Regions from separate parts of the Mus musculus genome. Here all the other regions are linked to region 1. The links are chromatin contacts, called in public promoter capture Hi-C maps. All regions are on one chromosome and are shown on one strand. Each heading gives the region's core, a stretch centred on a gene start, on an enhancer-like site or on the middle of the called end of the contact. The rest is flanking DNA. Distances are from core to core; before and after follow the strand shown.

What was found. Promoter capture Hi-C pulls out the DNA fragments that hold promoters and counts their contacts.
Region 2: a contact with region 1 is called in a promoter capture Hi-C map of cranial neural crest. The contact joins the promoter of Tatdn2 here to the promoter of Bms1 in region 1.
Region 3: a contact with region 1 is called in a promoter capture Hi-C map of liver, with 3 times the contacts expected there. The contact joins the promoter of Sec13 here to the promoter of Bms1 in region 1. A contact is called at or near these places in 2 of 39 promoter capture datasets (liver and pre-B cells) and 1 of 484 Hi-C or Micro-C datasets (CD8 T cells).
Region 4: a promoter capture Hi-C map of liver shows a contact between it and region 1, with 2.2 times the contacts expected there. The contact joins the promoter of Phc1 here to the promoter of Bms1 in region 1. A contact is called at or near these places in 2 of 39 promoter capture datasets (liver and pre-B cells) and 1 of 484 Hi-C or Micro-C datasets (CD4 T cells).

Annotation. Positions count from the first base shown.
Region 1 is chr6:118,416,178-118,421,991 of GRCm38.p6, reverse strand. Bms1 (BMS1, ribosome biogenesis factor) reads left to right here and starts at 2,575. Exons shown (of 23, transcript NM_194339.1): 1 at 2,575-2,704; 2 at 3,375-3,583; 3 at 4,414-4,604; 4 at 5,450-5,529. The coding sequence starts at 3,408.
Region 2 is chr6:113,694,571-113,700,384 of GRCm38.p6, reverse strand. It overlaps Tatdn2 (TatD DNase domain containing 2), which reads right to left and starts at 3,335. Exons shown (of 8, transcript NM_001347356.1): 1 at 2,784-3,335; 2 at 2,268-2,678. The coding sequence starts at 2,672. Irak2 (interleukin-1 receptor-associated kinase 2) reads right to left here. Exons shown (of 13, transcript NM_172161.4): 13 at 5,359-5,814.
Region 3 is chr6:113,738,551-113,744,364 of GRCm38.p6, reverse strand. Sec13 (SEC13 homolog, nuclear pore and COPII coat complex component) reads left to right here and starts at 3,684. Exons shown (of 9, transcript NM_024206.4): 1 at 3,684-3,720. The coding sequence starts at 3,718. Atp2b2 (ATPase, Ca++ transporting, plasma membrane 2) reads left to right here. Exons shown (of 20, transcript NM_001036684.3): 20 at 1-534.
Region 4 is chr6:122,337,432-122,343,245 of GRCm38.p6, reverse strand. It overlaps Phc1 (polyhomeotic 1), which reads left to right and starts at 3,589. Exons shown (of 16, transcript NM_001355215.1): 1 at 3,589-3,648; 2 at 4,766-4,774. The coding sequence starts at 4,771.

The DNA.
Region 1 (5,814 bases), core at 1,326-3,825:
ATTCTGGACTCTAATGCCAGAGCTATGTGGGCAAAGCTCCCAAGTTCTGCTGCTTTCTGGGGCTGGACCATAGTCCCTTGTTCTACTACATTATCACCAGCTTTCTGTTTTCCAACTCCTTTACTGCCTAATCTTGTCTGTCCTGGAACTTGCTCTGTAGACTGACTTTGAACTCAGAGATCTGCATGCCTGTCTCCTAAGCACTGGGATTAAAGGTATGTATCACCATGCCTGGACTTAAGCTTTTCTTCACCTAGAACTTGCTGTGTTCTAGGCTGGCCTTGAACTTAGAGATCTGCTTGTCTTTGCCTCCTGGGATTAAAGGGTTGTACTATCATGTCTGGACCTAAATTTAGCTGAGTGGGATCTTGCCCCAAGGTTGCTACTCCCTTAATTCAACTTAATCTCCTCCAACACAGGATTCAGCTTCCTTTCACTTCCTGGTGACATCAGGAGGCAGGGGCAGACAAATCTCTGAGTTCAAAGAGCAAATTTCTACAGAGCAAATTTCAAGCAGCCAGGGCTATACAGAGAAACTCTGGCTTGAACCTCTCCCCCACCACAAAATAGTATCAGTGAACAAAATGGCCTTATCTAGTGTCATAAATGTGACTTGTCTATTTAACTAGAGATACAAACTGTTCACTCAAAAGTTTTTTTATTTATTGAGGATTACATAGAACACATTTTCTAATATTTCAGGACTCACGAGAGCTTACCCCCAGAGAGATACCACATTTGTCATGCACACCAAGCCCCAGCATACTCAAATGTCAACATTCACACCACACGCCTTCAGGCACCTTAACTCCAGTGTCTCAGAATTAAAGTGGATCCCATTCCCTATGTCAAAGGCCATGTCTCTCACCCAACCCCCGTCCACTAACTCCCAGCATCTTTGGGCATCTACTTTGTAACAGAATGTTCTGCAGCTCCATATCTTAGCCATTGCGTTCTAAGCAACCATTTGGGGATAATGAAACAAACATGCTAAAATCTCTTTAGTATGCCTATGAAAAATGTCCTTAGTGTTTAGTGCCTTAAGAAAACTAACTGACTAGTTGTCTAGTTACCTCTCAATGTCAACTTGACACAGTCCAGAGTCATATGATGGTCCAATAAGAAAGTCTCAGTTAAGGAATTGCATAAATCTGATTGGCTTATAGGTATGACTGGAGGGCTGGACTTGATTATTAATTGATTTAGGATAGCCAGGCCCACTATGGGTACCACCATTCCCTGGGCAAGTGATACTGTGCTATGTAAGAAAATAAGGCAAGCATAAGCCTAATGAGTGAGTTAGCAAGCACTATGGTGTCTGCCCTGAGTTCTTCCAGCGTTGGACTGTATGAGAAATTTCTCATAGGCCTCATTTGGTGGTTCAGCTAGGGGGATAGTTGCCAGGCAGGATGACCCTGTCACAGGTTGGGACTGAGGGCTGTTTGACTTGTTCAATAGACACCTCTGTCAGCCATTTGTCCTCAGTTTGCGATCTTACATTCCAATCCTTTTGTTGATGATAAAGGGCAATGTAGTCTTTTCTATAACTACTTCCTGCAGAAATTGGGGCGTTGCTCTGGAATGTGCAGAAAGGCTAGAATGATGGTCACTGGAATGATAGTCAAAGGATGGGGAGAGAGAAATAGGAGGGCCAACCTCACAAACTATCATTTGCTAAACCTTTGATTTTGTTTCATAATTTCCATATGAACCTTTAGAGCTGTTTTGTGTTGGTGTGCTATTAAAAGGTACAAAATGGGAGACTTTGAGGCAACTGAACCCATGTTCTTGGCTCATTGAGGTGAGAGCTGTGTTTTGCATGAACATGCTATTTTGTGGGAACCTGAATCCGTATTCCCAGGCCGCAGTCACTCTTATTTGGCGCAAGGAAAAAACCCTACTTCTTATTCTCCTTGAGATGAGCTCAGTTTTGAGTCCAGCATAACTGTAGCAAATAACCGGGACTGGGGGTTTGAGGGCTATTCCCCAGGACTGGACTGAGTCCTGGGGATGCAAGGCTGAGCACAGAGACACAAGACACACGACACACATAGCCACACATGCACACAAAATGGCAAGCTAAGACGTTTTCTGAAGAAAACGCCCTCTCCAGGAGCACAGAGGAGCACCCTGCCCTCAGCCCGTCGGTCCTGGCACAAGAGGGCAGCAGAGCGCTGAAAACCCGTGAGGACAGCTCTGGCAGCGGTGACAGGGAGCGGTAGCCTAGCGGATGGGGCGGCGGAATTCACAGCTTTCAAGTTGGGACTGGCGATGACTCGGGCGTCCTTCCAGCGTTCCTCTGCTACTCAAATAAGCGGGCCAGGGCCCAGCGCCGCGCGGATCCTCTGAAGCCAGGTCGCGCTGGCTGAGAGCCCGACTCTCAGAGTGGCTGGGACCCGAAGGAGAGGGCAGTCCGTGCGAAATCTGAAAGTGCGCTTGCGCAACCCTCAGCCAACCCAGAGCTTACTTCCGGCTTTCCCCTGAAAGTCGTCCGTCCACGGGTTCCTTTTTTTCCCCTCTTCTTTGCTCGTTTCCCTCCGACGGGTACAAGCAGAAGGACAGTTTCCGCTTCCGGCGTCGTGCTTGCGGGCTGGAGCGGTTGCTGCCGTGAGTCCGAGTGCTTTCGCGAGCCCCGTCGGCTTCCCGGTTCGGTCGGTCCTCGACCTCCCGACAGGCTGCTCCCAGGCTGCGTCTGGGCTGGAAGGCAAGTTTCTCGGCCGCCGGAGAGGTGCTCCCGGGAGTGTGGAGGGCGTGGGTTCGTGCAGTGCTGGATGGGGAGCGGGTCACTCGAGCAGGGAGGGCTCCTGCCCAGCTCGGCTGCGTGTTCTTCTCCCAGCAAAAATAGATCACCGGGAGGGGAAAATGTGCTTCCTCCAGGAGCTGAGAGGCGAGTCTGCTCAGCACTGTTCGGATGTCTTAAACTTGTATGTTTGTTTTCGTTTTAAGTTAAAAGGACACTTCAGCCTAAGCTACCTAGAATAGTAGGCACTAGTCACGTGCGACTAAGTTTAAAATTAATTTAAACTTAAGATAGTTTTCAGTTTCCGAAGGTACGCTTGAAATTCTCTGTAACCACGTGTAGTTCACAAGGCTTCTGTACTGAGAACAGCAGGTAGGATGTATTTCTGTCATTACAAAAAATGAGCACTGTCGAAATGGCTTCAACATAAAACATAAGAAGGATAGTGTTGGTGCTGCTAACTCTTATACTTTATGGCGTAAGAAAGGGACGTGAATTTGAAGATACTGGCTAAACATTTTCTACCTCCATTCAATGAACAAATACATCAGCACTTAAGTAAATTAAATTACTGCCCTCCTGTGTTACCCTGATTATAATTGATTACCACCACCGTCCTCCCTGTTCCGTGTAGGTAAGACTTATTTGTAGTAGATAAATAGCCACCATGGAGACCAAGGACCACAAGAAACATAGGAAGAAGCACAGTGGGCCTAAAGCTGAGAAGAAAAAGAAACGGCACCTGCAAGACCTACAGCTTGGAGATGAAGAGGATGCCCGGAAGAGAAACCCCAAAGCTTTCGCAGTGCAGTCAGCTGTGCGGATGGCGAGGTCCTTTCACAGGTGTGTTTACCTGGGGTTAGTGGGTCTTCCCTTAAGTACTGGGAGCCTCTCCCAGATGGCATTTGCCTTGTGAGTCTTAACTCAGGTCTGAAGGACGTAGGCATGCCATAGTAGGCATGCCGTATGGCTTTTCCTAAAATGTCAGAGCTCTGTCAAAGAAACATTTTCCCTCTAACACCTGCCCTTTGCCTTTCCCCACTTTTTTCTTTGTTTTCTTTCTTTCTGTCCTTCTTTCTTTCTTGTCCAAGAAGAAGAATTTACACAATTTAGATCACACACAAAAAAATCTCCTAAACTTTGCATATCTCCATGGCAGTTAAAGTGTTGGTGGTTCCCCCCCAATACTTTTAATGTAAAATACTAAAATAACTGTATTTAGGGAGATAATAATATATAGCCAGCAGTTTTCTTTAAATGTTACCTAATTGAATTCTTTCAACAGCATTAAGAAGTTAGGAATTATTCTCATCTGTGGATAAGAAAACAGATTCAGAGCACAAGTTCAATAGCCAGTTGATAGAACATTTACCCTGTCTCCTACACCTGACTTGTTTTATAACATCTCGTCACTATGGTTCCCCTTAATTCTCTTAAACATTAAAGCCAAGTCAGTGTCATGATGTGTTTGATTATTAACTTTATTTTTTAGTCATCTGTTTTATCTTTACTGAAGAATAACTTTTGGGTGAGGAGGGGGTTAGAAGTTAACCGGTTAAAATAAAGTTAATTGGATCCATGTATTATCTGGTCTCTATACCATCTGGACTTTTAAAAGATCTTTTGTGTTTTGGAAGTAAACTTTGTTTTGTTTTATTTTTGTAAACACATAGGACTCAGGACTTAAAGACGAAAAAGCATCACATTCCAGTGGTTGACAGAACTCCACTGGAGCCCCCACCAATAGTGGTAGTGGTGATGGGACCTCCAAAAGTTGGAAAGAGCACTTTGATACGATGCCTGATTCGGAATTTTACCAGACAGAAATTGAGTGAGATCAGAGGCCCTGTGACAATTGTGTCAGGTAGGGAGTGCCTCCATAGACTGCTGTGCCAAGGGATTGCTGTTTGGTCAAACAGAATATATAACACCGATGTTGTTACATCCGATTACCACATGGTTGCTTTTACTGACTTGCCTGTAACTCAGAAGGTAACTTCTCAGACATACAATGCTGATGTGCACCTCCTCAGTCTGACTGCTTGGTCTGCTTTGCCAAGTGTGCTTCGTGGAAAGGCCTAGGACTGGGTCTTGTTACTGTGAGCCCATTCATTTAACAATAAGTGAGCTCCCATATACCCCACACATCACTTTCCTTCTCAAAGCTACTCTGCGATAATTTGTGCACTTTTGTTTGTTTTTGTATTTGAAGCAGGGTCTCTCTATGTAGCTCTGGTTCTCCTGGAACTTGGTATATAGACCAGGCTGACCTCCAGTCTGGCTCCAGAGTGCTGGGATTAGATTTTGGGTGCTTCAGTGAGAGAAGATGAAGTAAATTCTCCAAATGGTAATGTTAGGAACTGAAGTGCCTTGTTAAAGAAGTGATGGAGTAGGACATTTCTTTATCTTTGGGACATCCTTGATCACTGTGTTTATAGTAATAGTACAGGAGCATATGCCTGTCCCGTGGACATGCTGCTAGGTTAGGTTTGATGGTTTTAGCTGTATTGAGAGTGTAGAGATTTTGATGGAGATAAAGAGAGTGGCCTGTAGCTCAGCAGGATCATGGGCATTAGTTATAAACTGTCTAGAGTTGTACTGTAAAGGTATGTGGTATTTTACAGTTAAAAACAAGAACATTATAAAGTTAATGGATAGGGTATTCTCAAGTTTTTTTAAAATGTAAAAGTTTCATCCTTGTACTTACAGGTAAAAAGCGCAGACTTACAATTATTGAGTGTGGGTGTGACATCAATGTAATGATTGATCTAGCTAAAGTAGCAGATCTGGTAAGTCAATAGGGTGACCTGGGTTCCCAATGGAGAGTGTGACAATGTGATGGGTTATTTATCTCATTTGCAAGGAAATACTTGTGATTATTCAGGAAAGATAGGATAGAAGTGGTTGAAATTATGGCAACCATTGATACTGTCAAAAAAATGGAATGTGCATGAACACATTCTCAAACCTAAAGAAATGCATAGGGTGAGAAAATATTGGACAATATTAGTATATGATACACACATGCACACATATGTACAAGACAGGATTATATCGATACATACATACACATA
Region 2 (5,814 bases), core at 2,086-4,585, 4.7 Mb after region 1:
AAGGAGGCCTACACTTCCTAAGGTCAAGGGGAATCTTCCCAGGCCTCTCATCACACAGCGCCTGGCTCCGTGACCCAAAAGAATGTTGGGCATACAATAACACTCAAGTACTGACTATAACTACCAAAGGAGACCCCAGCGGCCTTCATGAAAGATAAAACCAGGCTAGGATTAGACTCAAACAGATCAGAGGCCATACCCTCAACTAACTGGCAACAGGCAGCATAGCCTGAGCCTGAAAATTCCTGTCCCTGACACTGGGGTTCTGTGTCAAAAATGCAATCATCTAGCATCAATACTGTCCAAAACCCACATGGATGAACTAGTAACAAACTTAAGTTGTATGAGCAAAGGTTCGTATTTACCTGACTTAATCTGAGCCACAGTCAGTACTATTCTGCCAAAGATAACTTTTCAATTCGCCATTATTTGTGAACTTAGAAAAATTCCTCTTGCCCTCCAGAGATCAGGCTATAATCTCTATTAATGAGAAAACATGGGACATGGGCTGAAGATGAAACTCAGTTGTAGAGCATGTGATTAGAAAACAATATACTTGGCGTTGGAGAGGTGGGTATGGCGCTTTCAGAGGACCCAAGTTCAATTCCCAGCATCCACGTGGCAGCTCACGACTGTCTGTAACTCCAGTTCCAGGCAACCTGATACCCTCACACATTCAGGCAAAAGACCAATACACATGAAATAAAAATAAATAAATTTAAAAAGAAAAGAAGCCGGGTGTGGTGGTGCACGCCTTTAATCCCAGCACTTGGGAGGTAGAGGCAGGTGGATTTCTGAGTTCGAGGCCAGCCTGGTCTACAGAGTGAGTTCCAGGACAGCCAGAGCTATACTGAGAAACCCTGTCTCGAAAAACTCAAAAAAAAGAAAGAAAGAAAGAAAAGGGAAGAAAAACACTTAGACAAAGAGCTTTCCGAGTTAAACAGCCAAGACTCTGCTTCATCTATGAACCCACCAAGAAAGTCAAATGCAGTGACACATGCCTGTGCCTCCAGAACTCAGAAGGGAGAGATGGAGGACTGGGAGTTCAAGGTCCTCCTTGGCTACATATGGAGTTCAACCTAGACTAAATGAACCTTTCTAAAAAAGAAACCATCAGGAAAGGTGTTAAACTCCCTTTCCTTAGACTACCTTTGCTGTTTTTCCTAGGGGCAGCCCATCTTCCCCCAAAATGAGACTTTCTCATTGTGTTTACACTCTTCTACATACACACTTTTTAAGACTACCAGAACTCTAAAATCTACATTTTAGTATCAGTAGAAGAGTAGGGACCTTTGTTTTGCAGTTACTGAAGAACCTCACACTCCTAGAACACTGCCTGGCACTCAAAACCTGATGCAGGTCTGCTTTAGAAGCATCCCCCAATCTGCTCCAAGAACTTACAAATCCCGGTGTGTTTCCCCTGCGGAACTAGACTTGAGCTGATCTCCAAAGATAACTACTAATAAACTAAAAAAGTACCCAAGCCAGGTGTAGTGACATACACCTTTAAAGCAGGCAGGGATCTGTGGGATTCAGGACAGCTTGGTCTATAGGAGACCCTGTCTCAAAAATCCAAAACCCTGTTAACCAAACAGAGAATGCCAACATGCAGAAATCCACAACTTTGGTGAAAAGCCACACTAAGAGTCCATTTCCTGAGCTGCAATTCAGAGCGGTTCTAAGTACAAAGACCATTTAATTTTATTTTTAATTAAGTGCACGTATGTGGGTTAAGTGCACATGAAGATAGATACCCATGGGAGCCCGAGGAATGGGAGCTGGAATTACAGGGGCTTGTGAACCACCTGACCTGGGCTCTCAGAACCTGTGTCCTCCTTCAGCAGCTGTATGTGCCTTCTTCTCTCCAGCCCCAAGGGCAAACTCTATAAATTGACCGAAATCTACATCATCTTTCCTGGGCATTATTCCACCTTCCATTGTGCTGATCCTCCAGTTCCACTGTCCATTTACAATCACTCGAAGGTTGCAGAGATCCCTCCAAACTATCTATAATCACTCTCTCTGGGATGGCAGACCACAACCATTATCAGGCTTTCCTAGTAGTTCCAAATGCCACCAAGTTTGAAAACCCCCTCCATACTGAGCTCTACCCCTCAACACCCTCCCCCTCGCCCCCCCCCACACACACACCAGGCCCTCCACAGGAAAGATCTAATTTTTATTCTCTTCCCACCAAATGTCTTCTCTCCACCCCTCAAACCACGTGCAAGGGACTTCACTGTTTGCCAGACGTCGCTGCCACGTACCTTAACGCTACAAGCTTCCTTCCGTAGAGAAGCCATTTCTTCTAGAGAGGAGTGGGCAGGGTGCAGAGGGGACCCCTTGGACGTAAATAGTCTCCGAGGGCTCGCAATCAGGAAGCCAGGGGAAGCGGCCTCACCCACACCTGAGCCCGAAGAGAGAGAGGACGAAGAAGAGGAAGAGGAGGTGCGACGGCGGACTGAGCTCCGAGGAGCGCGGGCCACATCGTCCCCGCGCCGGACTTTCAGACGCTGGGGGCTGCTGGCCCCTCGAGGACGCGACGCACACCTGCGACCTGGCCGGCTGGAGGGGGCCACATTGCCGGGCTCCCGGGGGCGGCTGCGCTTGCTGGGACACCCTTCCGACGTGCTGCCCCAGTGATACTTGACCTTGCGCCGCTCCGACGCCATGGGCACCTGCCAGGGACAGAGGAACGACGATTGTAGCAGCAGCCTTGGCGGCTGCTCGCCTCACACCGCCGGGAAGCCGCTAGGGCAACGGCGGGAATCGGCCCCACTGACCTTTCCCGTTCCTGTCGTCTGCCCATTCCAGTGCTACGGGCTTCGGGGACGCCACAGCGCTCCGAGAAGCGTCCGCGGGCCGAGCGCCGAGCCCGAACAACGCGCAGCCCAAGTCCGCGAGCGCGGCTGTCAACAGCGCGCCACTCCCGAGACGCCGAGGCGCTTCCGGCGCGGCGCGGCGCGGTGCAGCGGTCTGCCTTCCGAAGCCCTGCGCGGGGGGCCGAGCGCGTGCGGAGCCGCCTTTTGGGCCGCACGCGCCCGCAGGCCCCGGACGCCAAGGGCGGGCCGCGGGCGGGGTGGCCGCTCGCCTCCCGCCGCCCCGTCCCGCCCCGGGCCTGAGGGAGCCACTGGCCTCCGGAGCCGCGCGCCGGAAGTCACCTCCGCTCCTCCAGCTGACCCGGCCCAGCGCCGCACCGCGCCCTCATCCAAGGCCTCGGCCCCGCCGCCTACTTCGCAACCTCGGCGTCAGCTCCGCGGAACCTGCCCAGCGGCCGGCGGCCGGCGTGCGGCAGGGGCGGAGCCGGCGTCAGGGACGGCGCCGATTGCTCCAACGGGAGAGGGGCGTGACTTCGGGCAAGACGGAGCGCGCCTGTTGGTCCGACGTTCTGGGGCGTGCCCCTACGCCTCACGAAGCTCTGTGGTTGGTTGGGAGCGATATGTGGCGGAGCTTCTCACGTGGCCCTGGATCCGCGCGAAGGGCCTGCTGGGGACGCCCGGGAGCCGAAAATACCGATGGAGGGTAACTTGGCGGGCCTCTTGGTACCGGACGCGCGTGCCAAACATTGTCACTCACTCACCTACTCACCCATCCCCCCTCCCCCTTTTTTTTTTTTTTTTAAAAAAAACAACGCAGGAAACTGTGGCTCGATAAAAACCAAGCGACACACCCAGAAAGTGACGGAATTGGGGTTAGCAGGCACAAGCCATACACACACAAAAAACAGAACCAGGCCTGCCGGATAGACCTGTAAAACCAACTGCTCAGGAAGAAGAGGCAGGACGATTGACAAAGTCCAGCCTAGACGTTTTAGAACCTGACTACAACTAAAAAAATTTTAATAGCGGGGGGTGGGGAGAACAGAGAGGTGCCTGAAGCAGCCATAGTAGCTCACATTGGTAATTCCATTTGGGTCGCTGAGGCTGGGGAACTGCTGAGTTCGAAGCCAGTTTGGGATAGCTAATGAGTTCCGATCAACCTAGGCTTCCGAGTGAGATCAAAAGAAAAGAAAAAAAAAGAGAGAGAGAGAGAAAGAAAAGAAGAGATATAACCCCACATCAAGAGAGCCGTAGGACAGAGGATCCAGAGTTCAAGGTCACCTCCTAACTTCTTGAGACCCTGTTTCAAACCTTCCCACACCAACCCCAGAAAAGGTAATGATTGCAGCTCAATAGCAGAGCACTTACAGGAGAAGCAAGCTTTTGATCCTAATCACCAAATTACCCAGGTGTCACACAAGTCTGTAAGTAATCGCAGCCCTCTGGAGGTGTTGGAGGGGAGGGTCAGGAATTCCAGACCAGCCTGTGACACTTAAAATGCCCCCGCCCCCCAGAACCAAAACAGTAAAGAAAAGAGTTTGTCCTACTACTTCATTCCCAGACTGCTCTTGGCCAACAGCTGTGGTGGCAAGAACTAAAGGCTCTCCACACTCAGCTGGCCTTCACTTTTTTTTTTTTTTTTAATTACCCAATGCAGGAGCCAAACCCATGGAATAGCACCTCCCATACTCAGAGTCTTCTGTCTTCAGTTCATCCTCTCGGTAAACTCCCTCCTAGTCACAGCCAGAGCATATCTAACTCCTAGAGGGTTGTTAACCCAAGTTCACAGTGAAGGTTAACCATCCCAGAAGCCATCTCTATTTGTTTGTGGGGTTTTTCTTTTTTTTTTGGGGGGGGGGGTGTCGTTTTGTTGTTTTGGTTTGATTTGATTCTTTCAAGACAGGCTCTCTCTGTGAAATCTTGACTGTCCTGGAACTAGGTCTGCCAACCAGGCTGGTCTCAAACTCATAAAATTCTGCCTGCCTCTGCCTCCCAAGTGCTGGGATTAGAGACACGTGTGTGCTGCCACCACCACCTGGCAACCATCCCTATTTGTAACAGTAAAAATAAAAGCAACTTTAATATCCATGAAGGGTTATACAAGTGCCCCAAGCCCTGCAAAGGTGGCATTGCTGATAAAAACCCTCCCTAAAGTGACAATGTACTAAATCACTGGCCACAACCATGAAGTCTTAAGTTCAAATACCAGGACCCACATAAAAGCTGGCTGTACAGCAAGGGTATATACAATCTAAGCACTTCTACATCAACAGAGATGGGCCAGCTAGCCTTGTGTAACAGCAAACTAAAATACATACATACATACATACATACATACATACATACATACCTTGTGGAAGAAGGATTGAAAACCCAAGTCATCTCTTGAGCTCCATATGCACATGGTTGTGTGCACACCACATGCACATACATAAATATGCATACATACATTGTACAAACAATACATACAGAAATGAAAGCAAAAGCAAGAATCCTTGAGCCAAACATATTCGGTACACAAATTCACCCAGACACAAAATTATAAGACAGCTGCTAGATTACAAACATTTTTATTTTGTCACTATAATGGAATTCTTTTTTTAAATAGTGAATTAGAAATAGCTTTGTTAGCCGGGCATGGTGGCGCACGCCTTTAATCCCAGCACTCGGGAGGCAGAGGCAGGCGGATTTCTGAGTTCGAGGCCAGCCTGGTCTACAAAGTGAGGTCCCGGACAGCCAGGGCTATACAGAGAAACCCTGTCTCGAAAAAACAAAAAAAAAACAAAAAAAAAAAGAAAGAAATAGCTTTGTTTTACAAAACATGTTTGCAACATGACTTTTCAAAAATATATTCACTTCATAAACATTTTCTACATGGCAGAGCCATGAACTACATACCTTTTACTCCATTGAGAACACAGAACAGATACATTTTCAAAGTGCTTCTGCAGCCGCTGCACCCATCCTCCCAAGAGCTGAATAGAGCAGCTCTGTT
Region 3 (5,814 bases), core at 2,435-4,934, 4.7 Mb after region 1:
CCCTAGGAGTGAGGATTCTTCTAGAAGCACCAAGGCCACACTCAGACCCTAAAAGTTCCCATGTGTTTTCCAAGGTCCAAATGAAGCCCTCTGATTTAATATAGAGATCCGACCCACCCAAGGCATGGGACCCCAGGCCCTGGGTAGCTGCCATCATCCCCTGCTCCCAAAAACAAAAGGTTTGAGGCTGCTTGGGCCCTTCCAGGCCCTTGGTCTGTTTTGTAACGTCTGTGGTGCTCTCCCTCCAGGGCCCCTCCTCTCGGGGGGTCACCACACTCTGCTATCTCTCGTGTGCACATCTTTTATAACGGAGTAGCGAGGGAATGGTGCCGCCTCCAGCTTCCATAAGCTGCCTGGGCTCTGGGGGGCTCTGGGACAATCGGGGCTGGGAAGTGACTGTGCTCTTATTGTACACTCTTTATTTCTCTGTATCTCTGGCTTGTGCTCTTTGTAACTAACAGGATTTGTCTGCCTTTTCAACACTATACTAAGCAATAACAATAAATGCACACATGGAAACGCAGGCATGGTAAACATCCCAAGGCCTTTTTCCGAAGGACAGCTGGGTCCCCTCTCTCTATGGATTTGAACCTGGGGAAGTCTCTGGTTGGGAAAGACATTTTGCTCTAGATCACATCTTTGAGCTCCCATCACCTGTGGGAACTTCCGTGAGTCATTAACCCGTCTCTGAGGGAAGGCTTGGGAGGAAGGGTCTCAGGAAGAAAAGAGTTACTCAAAAGCAAAGTAGCAGGGAGAAAATTATGAACGGCCTGGCTGTTGTCTGGGATAAACCAGAGGAAGAAGGTAGAAAGTGTGGACACAGATTATAGGTGGCAGCCCTTACAGAGGTGGAGGGAAGCCAAGAGCATCCTGGTACCCTAGTGTTTTCATTTATATTCTATTGCTGTAACAAACCACAATGGCCAAAAGAAACCTGAGGAGGAAAGGATGTATTTGGCCTACATATCCTAATCATAGTTCATCACTGAAGGAAGTCAAGGCAGGAACTCAAACAGGGCAAGAAATGGAGACAGGAATGGAAGCAGAGACTATGGAGGAGTGGTGCTTACTGGCTTGTTCCTCCTGGTTGCTTTTTATACCTCTCAGAACCACCTACCAACCACAGTCGGTTGGGCCCTCCCACATCAATTCTTAACCAAAAAAAATGCTCCAACAGACTTGCTTAGGGGCTGACTGAATGGATGCAACTACTCAACAAAGTACCCTTTTCTCAGATGACCCTGACTTGTGTCAAGTGGGCAAAACAAAACTAAAAACAAAATTAAACAAAACTAACCAGCATACCTAGTCATTTGAATCTAGTAGCCTCTCACAGGAAAGGAAATATGCCAGACTAGGAAACAAACATCAAGTTATAGACACAAAATCCTAGCTCTTCACAGGCTGAACTGGTCCCCAGGTCAAGTATCAGTGGCTCTGTCTAACTTCTGAACACAGTTTCAGTTCCAAGGTTCATTTAATCCAACACCAGTTTTCAGAGTAGGTATTACTGGTTGAGCATTCTGAATCTGAAAATCTGGAACTTTCTGAGTGCCAACATCATGCCACAAGCAGGAAACCCCATACCACCAAACTTTGCTCTGGGCACAAAATTATTAAAATATATATATATATATATATATATTCCAAGTATATGTAAAGAATGTGTGTAAGCAATATATATATATATATATATTCCAAGTATATGTAAAGAATGTGTGTAAGCATATGGAAAGAATGTGAATTTTCTATTCAGACTTGGATTCCATCCCAGAATATCTCATGCATATGCAAATGTTCACAAAACCAAAATGAAGCACTGTTGCTTTCAAGTATTTCAGATAAGAGATCCTGAACCTGCACTGTGCTTCACTTAGCAGAGAAGACAGCCACTCAAAGAGGCGAAGAATGAGCCCTTAGAAGTAGGAGATGAGGTGCTGACAACATTCCATCTGTAGCCAGAGTTGGCCCTCTAAAGCTTGATCACACCATGTCTTTCAGTCTACCTGCAAATATCTTAAGTTGCTGTTGCTTATCCCAGATCCTCAATGTCTTCAGCTTCAGAATTTATACCAGAAAATTCCCTCAATAACAGTGCCTTATATTTACATGTTAGATGCCCGTTGTCAACATTTTTCACTGGAGAAAAGCAAGGCTCAGAGAAAAAGAACTTGGCCCGATCAGTTGAAGGTTAGTGATGCAGCTACAGAGGGGCCTGCACCTCAAAGAACAGAAGGCCAAGGAGCCCCCTCAACTTTCTTTTCTGTTTTACCCTAAGTATCGCCTCCTCAAATCCCTGTAAAAGTTCTCCATTGGAGGAGGAAAGAGATCTCAAAGGCACTGTGGTGGTGATAGTGACAGCCAGGGGTGAGGGCGGTGTCATGATATAAGGCTGCCACTCTCCAGGCCCCTCTCCAAAAAGCCTTCACACTCCTTGAGTCTTGGCATCTTGCTGGTAGCTATCTTCAGCCAAGGTATTCAATCCCAGTTTCAACATACGACCAGAAAGATTTTTTTTTTCAAGACAGGGTTTCTCTGTAGAGCCCTGGCTGTCCTGGAACTCACTCTGTAGACCAGGCTGGCCTTCAATTCAGAAATCTGCCTGCTTCTGCCTCCCAAGTGCTGGGATTAAAGGCATGCGCCACCACTGCCCAGCAAAGGATTTAGCTAATGGGAGTGGAGGTTCTACTCTGGGCCACTTGGCTTCTAAGTGTGGTGGGGAAATGTGACCACGTGCATCTGAGGAGCTGCCCTGGGGCTCTGTGTTCCCCTTTCAGTGCTGTGTAAGCACCAAAGCTAAAAACAAGAGTTTGGGGAGGTTCCAGTTGTTCTCCCTTGAAACAGTCAGACTCCCAGGGACTTGAGACTCTCTGCTTGCCATCCCTTAAGAAAGCTGGTGCATTTTTGTATACTATCATATCAACTAACAATGAAGCTTTGACTTCTTCCGTTTCAATTTGTATCCCCTTGATCTCATTTAATTGTCTTTTTGTTCTAGGTAGAACTTCAAGTACTATGTTGAATAGATAGTGAGAGAGTGGTCAGCCTTGTCTTGTCCCTGAATTTAGTGGAATTGCTTTATCCATCAACGTAATTTACCATATAAACAAACTGAAAAAAGCCCACATGATCATCTCATTAGATGATGAAAAAGCCCTTAACAATATCCAATACCCCTTCATGTTAAAAGTCTTAAAGGGATTATGGATACAAGGACCATACCTAAACATAATAAGGCAATATACAGCAAGCCAATAGTCAACATCAAATTAAATGGAAAGAAACTTAAGCAAGACCTAACAAAGCACTAGCCCAGTCTACTTGAGAAATTAACCTCTACGATGGTCATGATAAGCCAGTGGGACCCGGAACCCGCAGAAAAGGAGAGTGAAGCTATAATGACTAGTCATTTTATGTATGCATCTCAGGAACCAGAAAAAACTTAGTCTAAATAAAAAACCTGCTAGCGACGGCTTCAAATCATAAAATCCCTGGATTAGGGTCGCCACAGCAACCAGAGCCCAACAGTAGCCAAGATAAAGGCAGAACTGCAGGAGGGCGGGGCCGAGGATCCAGAAGACGCGGAACCTTTGTGTGAGTCGAGTGTGTTGCTGACCGGAAGATCCTGGGTGACAGCCTGCCGGCTGCGGGCCGGCACCGGAAGTGAAGCGTTTTGAGCTGCCACGTCCGAGGCCGTGGGTCGCCGCTGCTGCAGCTATGGTAAGTGTCGCGATCCCTGCGATAGTCGTGGCTTTGAGACAGACCACCTCTACGTCCTCAAAGTTTGCTTGTCCTGCCTCTCTCTGGGTCTCGGAGCGGGAATTTAAGGCAAGGCCACTGGGCCTTCCGGAACTCATAGGCCCGGGCTGCGAGCCCACCTCCTGCCCGTCTCGTGTCTTGTCCTCCAGAATTGGAAAAACAGCCAAAGCTATCATAGGATCTACTGCCTGACAAGCCCTTAGTGCGTTCCCACGATCGCTCACATCCTCTGCCTGCGCGTAGCCTGCGGAGCAGATGCTACTATCATCAACACTTGGGCTAGGCAGTGGCAAGCTAAGATCCAAATTCTCCTCATCATTCGCCCTGCCACCCACTACCTCAGCAAAGGAGGTGGAGGGATCAGTTGCTTGGACACAGGACTCCCATGTGTGATGGTCCCTTCGGGAAACTGATGACAGGCCTAGCTGAGTGACTCCAGGGCATCGTCTCAGCTTTTTATTTCTGTTTCTTATTTTTGAATTTACATGGCCTCTGTGGTATGTCTTTCACCGCACCCCACTCCGTATAATACTAAGGGAATGAAACTCTGGAAGTCTTAGACCCTGGTTGGCGCAGCGGTGCAAGGAGCTGCCTCCTTCTGTTGGCCTTTGGCTCTTTTGTTGCCAAGTTGGAGACTCATACACAGGTTCATTCTAAGTTTGTACCTGGTGTGATTCTGATGAGCTGAACTGTTTTGAGTGCAGCTTCTTACTGTGTTCCAGCAAGCGCATAAGTGTCCTTATAAGATGCTCCGGAGGACTGCTCCAAGAGCTTTAAAATACATAGCATCCCAAAGTGTGGATCATAACCCATGGCTGCTGGTTAAGAATGGTCATAAGGATGCCAGCTTTCCAAAGTCCTGTGGGTCACCAATAGAAAATTACTTTTCCTTGAGCCAGTTGGGATTGTGGGGAATTCTTGGTCACATCACCCACCTTATATTGGTGTGTGTTGGGGGAGGGGGTTAGAGGATTAGTAGATAAGATTGTTGCCAGCAGTGTGGTTTTGGTAAGGGTGTTTTCTTCACTGCCACCTTAAATTGATTAGTTTTTCTGTTGACTATAATTGATTGCTCCTGGTGCCTCTCCAATGCTCACGGGAAAATGTCATTGTCTCCAGGCAGGTGCTGCTCCTCTTTCTCTAATCTTTGCCGACACTTTTCAGAGCATTTAAGATTCTCAAGGAAACACACTTACTTATTCAGTGTGTGCCTTCTGAATGCCTTGCCGCCGTACTCTCCCAGGGTCTACCTTTCTGAAAAAATAGCCCAGGCTGTTGGAGAATTCTTGATCCACCCTCTTGATCCTCCAGAGTGTTAAGGATCTGCAACACCACACCTGCCTTGAGGAGTCAGGCTTTGTAATTGCAAAGTTTGCACTGGGAAAGGTGACTTGTTGGAAATGGTGAGAAATGTCAGTCTCAAATGGAAGCTACCTTTTCAATCCACTTTTCTCTCCCAAGAATTTAATAGTGGATGAGAGAAGAAAAAAAAAAAGATGTGTGTCTTTGCTCTTTTATTAACTCAGTAGGTAGTTACTAAGTTCTTTCTATCTGTAAAAAACATTGTGCTAAATAACTTAAAGAGATTCAAAGCTGAGGTGTGTGATGGTGCCTACCTTTAGTCCGAGCACTCAAGGCAGAAGCAGATAAATCCCAGGGCTGGAGGCAGCCTGGTCTATGCAGTGAGTTCTAGGCAGCTAGACCTATTTACTAAGACAGACAGCGAATGCATCAAAGCTACAGATAGTTTCAAGGAGCTTACCTTCTCTAGCAGAGAAGTAGCATCAAGCTCTATAGCTGTCATGGCTGTTGTGTATGTAAGAGTTTAGCTAGTTGGGGATCAAGGGAGGCTGATTTAAATCAAATGGAGAAATCGCTGGTGTCCATCACAACTGTTTTTGGCCTCTACAGACTATCAGACCTGGGTCCCACAAGGTGAAAAACTAGATGGGCCTTTCACGGTTCATAGTAGGCCAGAGAGTAACCTCAGAGGTAACTAAAGCCAAATCCTTGTCTTGACTTATATAACTTGTTTCACATAAACTGTCTGGGCCA
Region 4 (5,814 bases), core at 2,340-4,839, 3.9 Mb before region 1:
CATAACCCCAGAGAGTATAAATCAGAGTTGAATCTTATCATGAATCTGTATTCTAACTTCTGAAATACTGACCAGAAGAGCACACTTGAAGCATTATAAAAGTAAATGTAGTGCCCAAAGAATGCTCTTGTCATATAAATGATAGGCTCATTAATTAAACTCATTGATGCATAAACTTCACTAAATTATGATTAAATAGTGGTGTAAGCTAAATAAACCATAAAGAATGGTTTAGATAAACTGGAGAACGACAAATGTTTAGTGGGTTAGCTCTAGCCCTGAAATGCCCTTTTCTCTGCTGAAAACCAAGGGACTTGGACAGCACTTGGCTTTAAAAATTGGAGTCTCGACAGGCGTGGTGGCGCACGCCTTTAATCCCAGGACTCGGGAGGCAGAGGCAGGTGGATTTCTGAGTTCGAGGCCAGCCTGGTCTACAAAGTGAGTTCCAGGACAGCCAGGGCTACACAGAGAAACCCTGTCTCGAACCCTCCCCCTAAAAAAAATTGGAGTCTCAAAATGCTCTTAATGCTCATCGTCCTCTCTTCCAGCTAGACCTTAAGAACTGCCACAAGATGGGGTGGGATGTGGAAGGTGGGTGGGGTGGTGTAGTTTAGAATATAGGAGGTCACTGCCTTGTTTCCCGAAGACATTCTTCCCATATTTGCATAAAAATGTGCTCCTCATTTTTCACTTCATTTACAGTCGAAGGCTTCCCTTGTAAAGTAAGAGCTATCTCTTCACAGGTCAGCTTGAAGAACCCTGCTCTGTGCTCAGTGCATGGCCGGGATTCCATTCCCTTACCTTCTGTTTGTTTTAGTTGCAGCCAAGTCCCCTTCCAAATCCCAGCGCTTCTAGACGTAGCAGGAGGGCTCAGCTCTGTGCAAAACAGGTCGAATGCATTTCCTTTACACCTGCTTAGGCTAATGACCTTCAGTGTCACGCAGAGCAAAGTTACCTTGCATGCACTCAATTGAACCATTTGTTTTGAAAGAGAAAAGACTAATTCCAGAAGAGTCATTAAATGAAAATGAGAAAGTTTAACAAAGAGGGGGAAGCAGGGAGGAAGGTGGAAGAGAGGGAGGGAGGGGGAAGGGGGGGACAGCTTAAGATCCATCTGGGAACAAAATTGTTTCTCTTTGTTTAGGTGGAGGTGAACTAGGTTACTCGGTATGGAAATGATTTTCTTGTGGATGGAGGCTTTCCTGTAAATTTAATTTGCTGTTGATTATATATATATATACATATATATATATATATACATATATATATATATATATGTATATATATACACACACACATATATAACTAAGTTAAATTTATTTTGGTGGAAATTAGTTAGACCTATGACCCAGTAAGCTTTGGAGATCTTTACATGAAAATTGAACTCTAAAAAAAAAAGAAAAGAAAATTGAACTCTTGGCCCATGATCAACATAGCTTGTGCTGCAATGGGTTATTCCTAGGCTAATGTCAGATAGAAGCTGAAATTATTCGGCCACTTTTCAATCCCCTTTTGTCATCCAGTAGATGACGAAACCAATGGTACTGGATTGAAAGAAAGAAAGAAACCAAAAAACTTGAGGTGGAATGTAGCTCTATTAGCAGTTCTTCATTGTTAAGGGGTGGAGCACAATGGGAAAGGGCCTTGATAATCTATACACACCCTATAGGTTGGGGAAATAAGGACATAAGCACTGGCATCTGGATGCTTTCTTCTGGGTTTATATATTACAGATCATATCCAGATTCATTGATGTTGAGTTTTCCTATAGAAGCCCTGTTTCTTATCCTGGCAGGGTATATAAATCTGAAAGTCATCTTTAGGTTGTTCTTTGATATTGAATACTGTTGAGGCTCAAAACGCCATTTGTAAGTCTCCGCAAGGAAGCTTTAACCTTGACCTGCCAAAGTTCTAGGTTTGAATGAAGTGGGTCCTGCTCCACCTGTTTTTTAACCACCAGATCTCCTTGCCAGAATGTTCCCATTCATCCCCAGCCAACACCTATCATCCTTGGCTCGGCAGCAAACCCTTTCACCTCTCCACACCCATGTTCCTGCCTCTCCAGTCCTTTGGCTGCCCTTTGGGATTTGCATACCCGTTTAACAGGTTCCTAGAAGCCTCCTAAAGATCTTACTTTACGGAGATCTGGCTATACCAATTAAGAGAGGGAGTTGAAACAAACACAAATGCATCAATTTATAATGAGAATGCCTCTCCCCCCCCCCCCCCCCTTAAATACAAATTAATTACACCTGGGTTTTCAATCTAGAGTGGGCTCAAGAAAACAACTAATTATGGCTGAGGTTAGCAAAAGATACAAATCCCAGCTATTATCACAAGGTAACACCCTACGGCAGGTAAAAGGTTAAGGAGAGCAGCTGTCTTTGCTAACAATGCTCTGGTTTAAAAAAAAAAAAAGCTTCCAAGAGTGGCCAGCACACAGTAGGTGTTCTAAGAGCTCTGAGAGACTGAGAATAATTAAATCCTGTTAAATTTGTGTTGCAAATAAAACGGGCCTCCCCCACCATATGCTCAGCCTTCCCAAAGGCAGCACCATTGTTCATCTCTTTACACCCCGCCTTTTCCATTGTTTTGGGCGTTGTGATTCTTTCACGTGTGCGTGTGACTTAAAGAGATTCCGAAGCACACAATCAACCCTGACGTCACAGACTTAAGTATTATTCAAAGCAAGTTGCTTCAGGTTCCTGCTTTTTAATGAACTGCTGCTTCTAACGGGTTCAGTTTCTGTGCGGCGTTGTTTCCCGCCTTCTTGGAGTTGGGGCGAGGGATTAAACACTCAGCATTCTCTCGCCGTTCCCTCTATCTCAAAGTTTTTCTTTTCTCCTCTTCCCTTCCCTTTGCTCTATTTCCTTTCACAGGCCGTCGTTTCTCAAGGGTCTTTGCTCCGCTTCCTCCCTCTGTGCCTGCTGGTCCCTTTGATCCTTTCTTTCGAGCCCCTATTCCCAGAAGCTGCAGAAAATACCTTCTTTTTTTCCCCCCCTTTCACGTCACTTCCCTCCCCTCTCCCCATCTCCCTCTCTTCTCCGAGGTGAGTCCCCCTCTAGAGGCCAGCGCTTTCTTAGACGTCTGCTTTCAGACGGCGAGCGGAATTCGAAGAGAGAGAAGGGGGGAAGAAAGGAGGAGAAAGAGAGCCAGAGCCAGGGGGAGAAAAGAAAAAGAAAAACAAACAAAAAAAACCCCACTCGGGCCTAGAGCGCGGAGGCCGGGGAGCAGCGTCGCCATGGCAACGGGCGCCGACAGGAAGCGAGGGACGCGCGCGAGGGCGGGCGCGGGGAGGGGGCGGGCCGGAGGAGGGGTCGGCTGCCCCGGAAGCACCTCCCCGCAGCCCCCTCCCCGCCGGCCCGCGGCCCCCCGGCCTCGGCCCCCCACCCTCGCGGCGGGGCAGGAAGTGACAGGCCCGCGCGAGCCCCCGGCCTGGCGGAGCCGCGGCGCGGCCAGCACCCGGACGGCGGGAGGGGCGGGGAGCGGCGGCCGCGCCGGGCACCTCCCACCGCGCCTGGGCCCCCGCCCCTCCAGGAAGGGGAGGAGGCGGCGCGCCGCCGCCGAGGCCGAGCGACCCCCCCCCCCTCCCCCGCCCCTGAGGTGGACGCCCCCCGCGAGGACTCGGGTGCGGAGCCGGGCGCGAAGGTAACCGGGCGGCCGCGGGCCGGGGAGGGGCCGCATCCCGGGGTCTCGGCGGCGCGGGGATGTTTCCTCAGCCACCTCGGCGTGTGCAACGCCCAGGTACCTCCCCCAGCCGCGCTCCTGCCTCCCGCTCTGCTGCGCTTTGCGGTGCTTGGGTGCTGCGCGTCCCGGTCTTCGTGCTTTGCGCTCGCTGTGCTCGGTGCTGTCTGTCCGTCACCTCGTTGCCTCTGACCGCTTCTCATTCATTTCTCCCTTCCCCGACTTTGGTCCTTCCATCCGAGCATGCTGTCTGGTTATCTCCCTGCTTCTCGCGCTCCGCCGGGCTCCCCGATCTCCCAGTTCCTCGACTTCTGTGCCTCCCCTGCTTGGCTCCCTACTATTAGAATATACATTTCCCTGCTTACCAAGTCCGCTCGCTTCGGGCACAGCACTGTATCCACCCCTTTCTCCTGGTGTGTTTGATTTCTCTTTGGAAATGCATTTTTTTTTTTTTAATCACGCTTCTGTGAAGAACAAGAACCCCTGGGAGTCTTTCCGAGGCGCCCCTCAACCCTTGCTTCTCACTCCATTCTTACTGCAACAGAGTTTTATACTCAAGGGTATTGACTTCTTCCAACACCTGACCCAATAGGCCCAGTAGTATGTCTACCTCAATATTAATTTCTAGTTCCTTCCCATCGGTGTGCGTCTTCCCCAGTTGAGTCCTTAAACACACCCACACCCAAAAGGTGGGAACGTTTAGGGTGGCCTTTGACTCTTAGTTTTAATTTTTGATTGAGTTTGCCACCTAAACGGTGTGCTCTCTTCACTTTCTATACTGAATCTGGAACTCACAACATTCATTGAAAAATGAGGATTTTAAGATAGATTTGTGTGCCTGCGAGGTTTTTGATGGCAGTTTCCCTGGTGAAAAGACTTTAAAATTGGCCCTCTCTGTTTCATTATCTGGGGGAAATGAGGGGGTCATCGAATTGATGAACGTGTTTTATATAAGGCTCTATTGCAAGTAACAGGGTCTTACGTCTCTGAGTGCAGTGAGATAACTCCAGTAATCTGTACAACTGTGCCATGCTGCCTCTAATCCTTACCCACTTTTTTTCCTTCACATGCTGATATTGAGGATTCATGGGTCTGTATCTGTTTAGTGCTTTGATATTTTGGCAAAAGATGTGGGGAGAAAGGTAGACTGAAGTTGATAGAATACCCTCTCTGTACCTCTTTCATTTTATCCGTGTGTGGAGTGGCATTTGTTCGGTCCCAGAGTTAAGTGATGTAGAGATGCTGGGAAGAGAATCCAGAGAAAACTCCACTTCAGGGGCCAAGGTTGAGACTTTTGACTTTTGTTTACTTGTTTGGGATTAATTCCTGAGATAAATCCATTCATCTAATGAAACTAGAGATAGCCCCTAGCAGAAATTATGGTCGGACTTTTATATTCCCAAGCCAAATAGTACTTGGGAGACCTGATAGTTCTAGTACCTCAGTGTATCAAAAATAAAGAATACACAGTGTAAGTTTAACGAAAGAATGAAAACTAAGGAGTAAAATGATGTCATTTTCAGCCGCTTTAGAAGAGTGTTTCTGCTTGCTTCTCTTGTTTCTTTTCCTTTTTTTGATATGTATTTTTCTTTTAATTTATTTTTTGCTGGTTTTAATGTAGCTGCCAGAGGGTAAATTCTTACACTTTAGTAAAGTTGAATTTTACTCGTCTCAGTTAGAATGCTACTTACTTGGGAGTATGTAACCTGTTCACTTTGTTGCCTTATTTGCTAATAGGGACACTGGAGTTATATAAGGAGAAGTAACAGCCCCGAGGCTTTAATTAGGAGCTTGGCGAGCAGCCAGTCAGCTACTTTGGATATTTGGGCAGTAGTCTAGCTCTGTGTCCCCAACATTTATCCACTTCCATGACCTGTCCACTCTGTCTACCTCGTCAGTGTCTCAGGACTCTCCTCCGTGAAATGAGGATAGGAAATGCTCACACCGAGTGACAGACACTGCTTTGATGACAGATTGTTGTTGTTTGCTTTTTTTGTTCTGGGAAGAGACAAAGTAGTGTAAAGACTCGATACACAGAAGATCCTTGTTCCCTCTATTATAAAATGGGGGCTGTGATATTTACCATACAGCACTATAAAAATAGCACAGGTGAAGGGTCTGTAGGGGCCA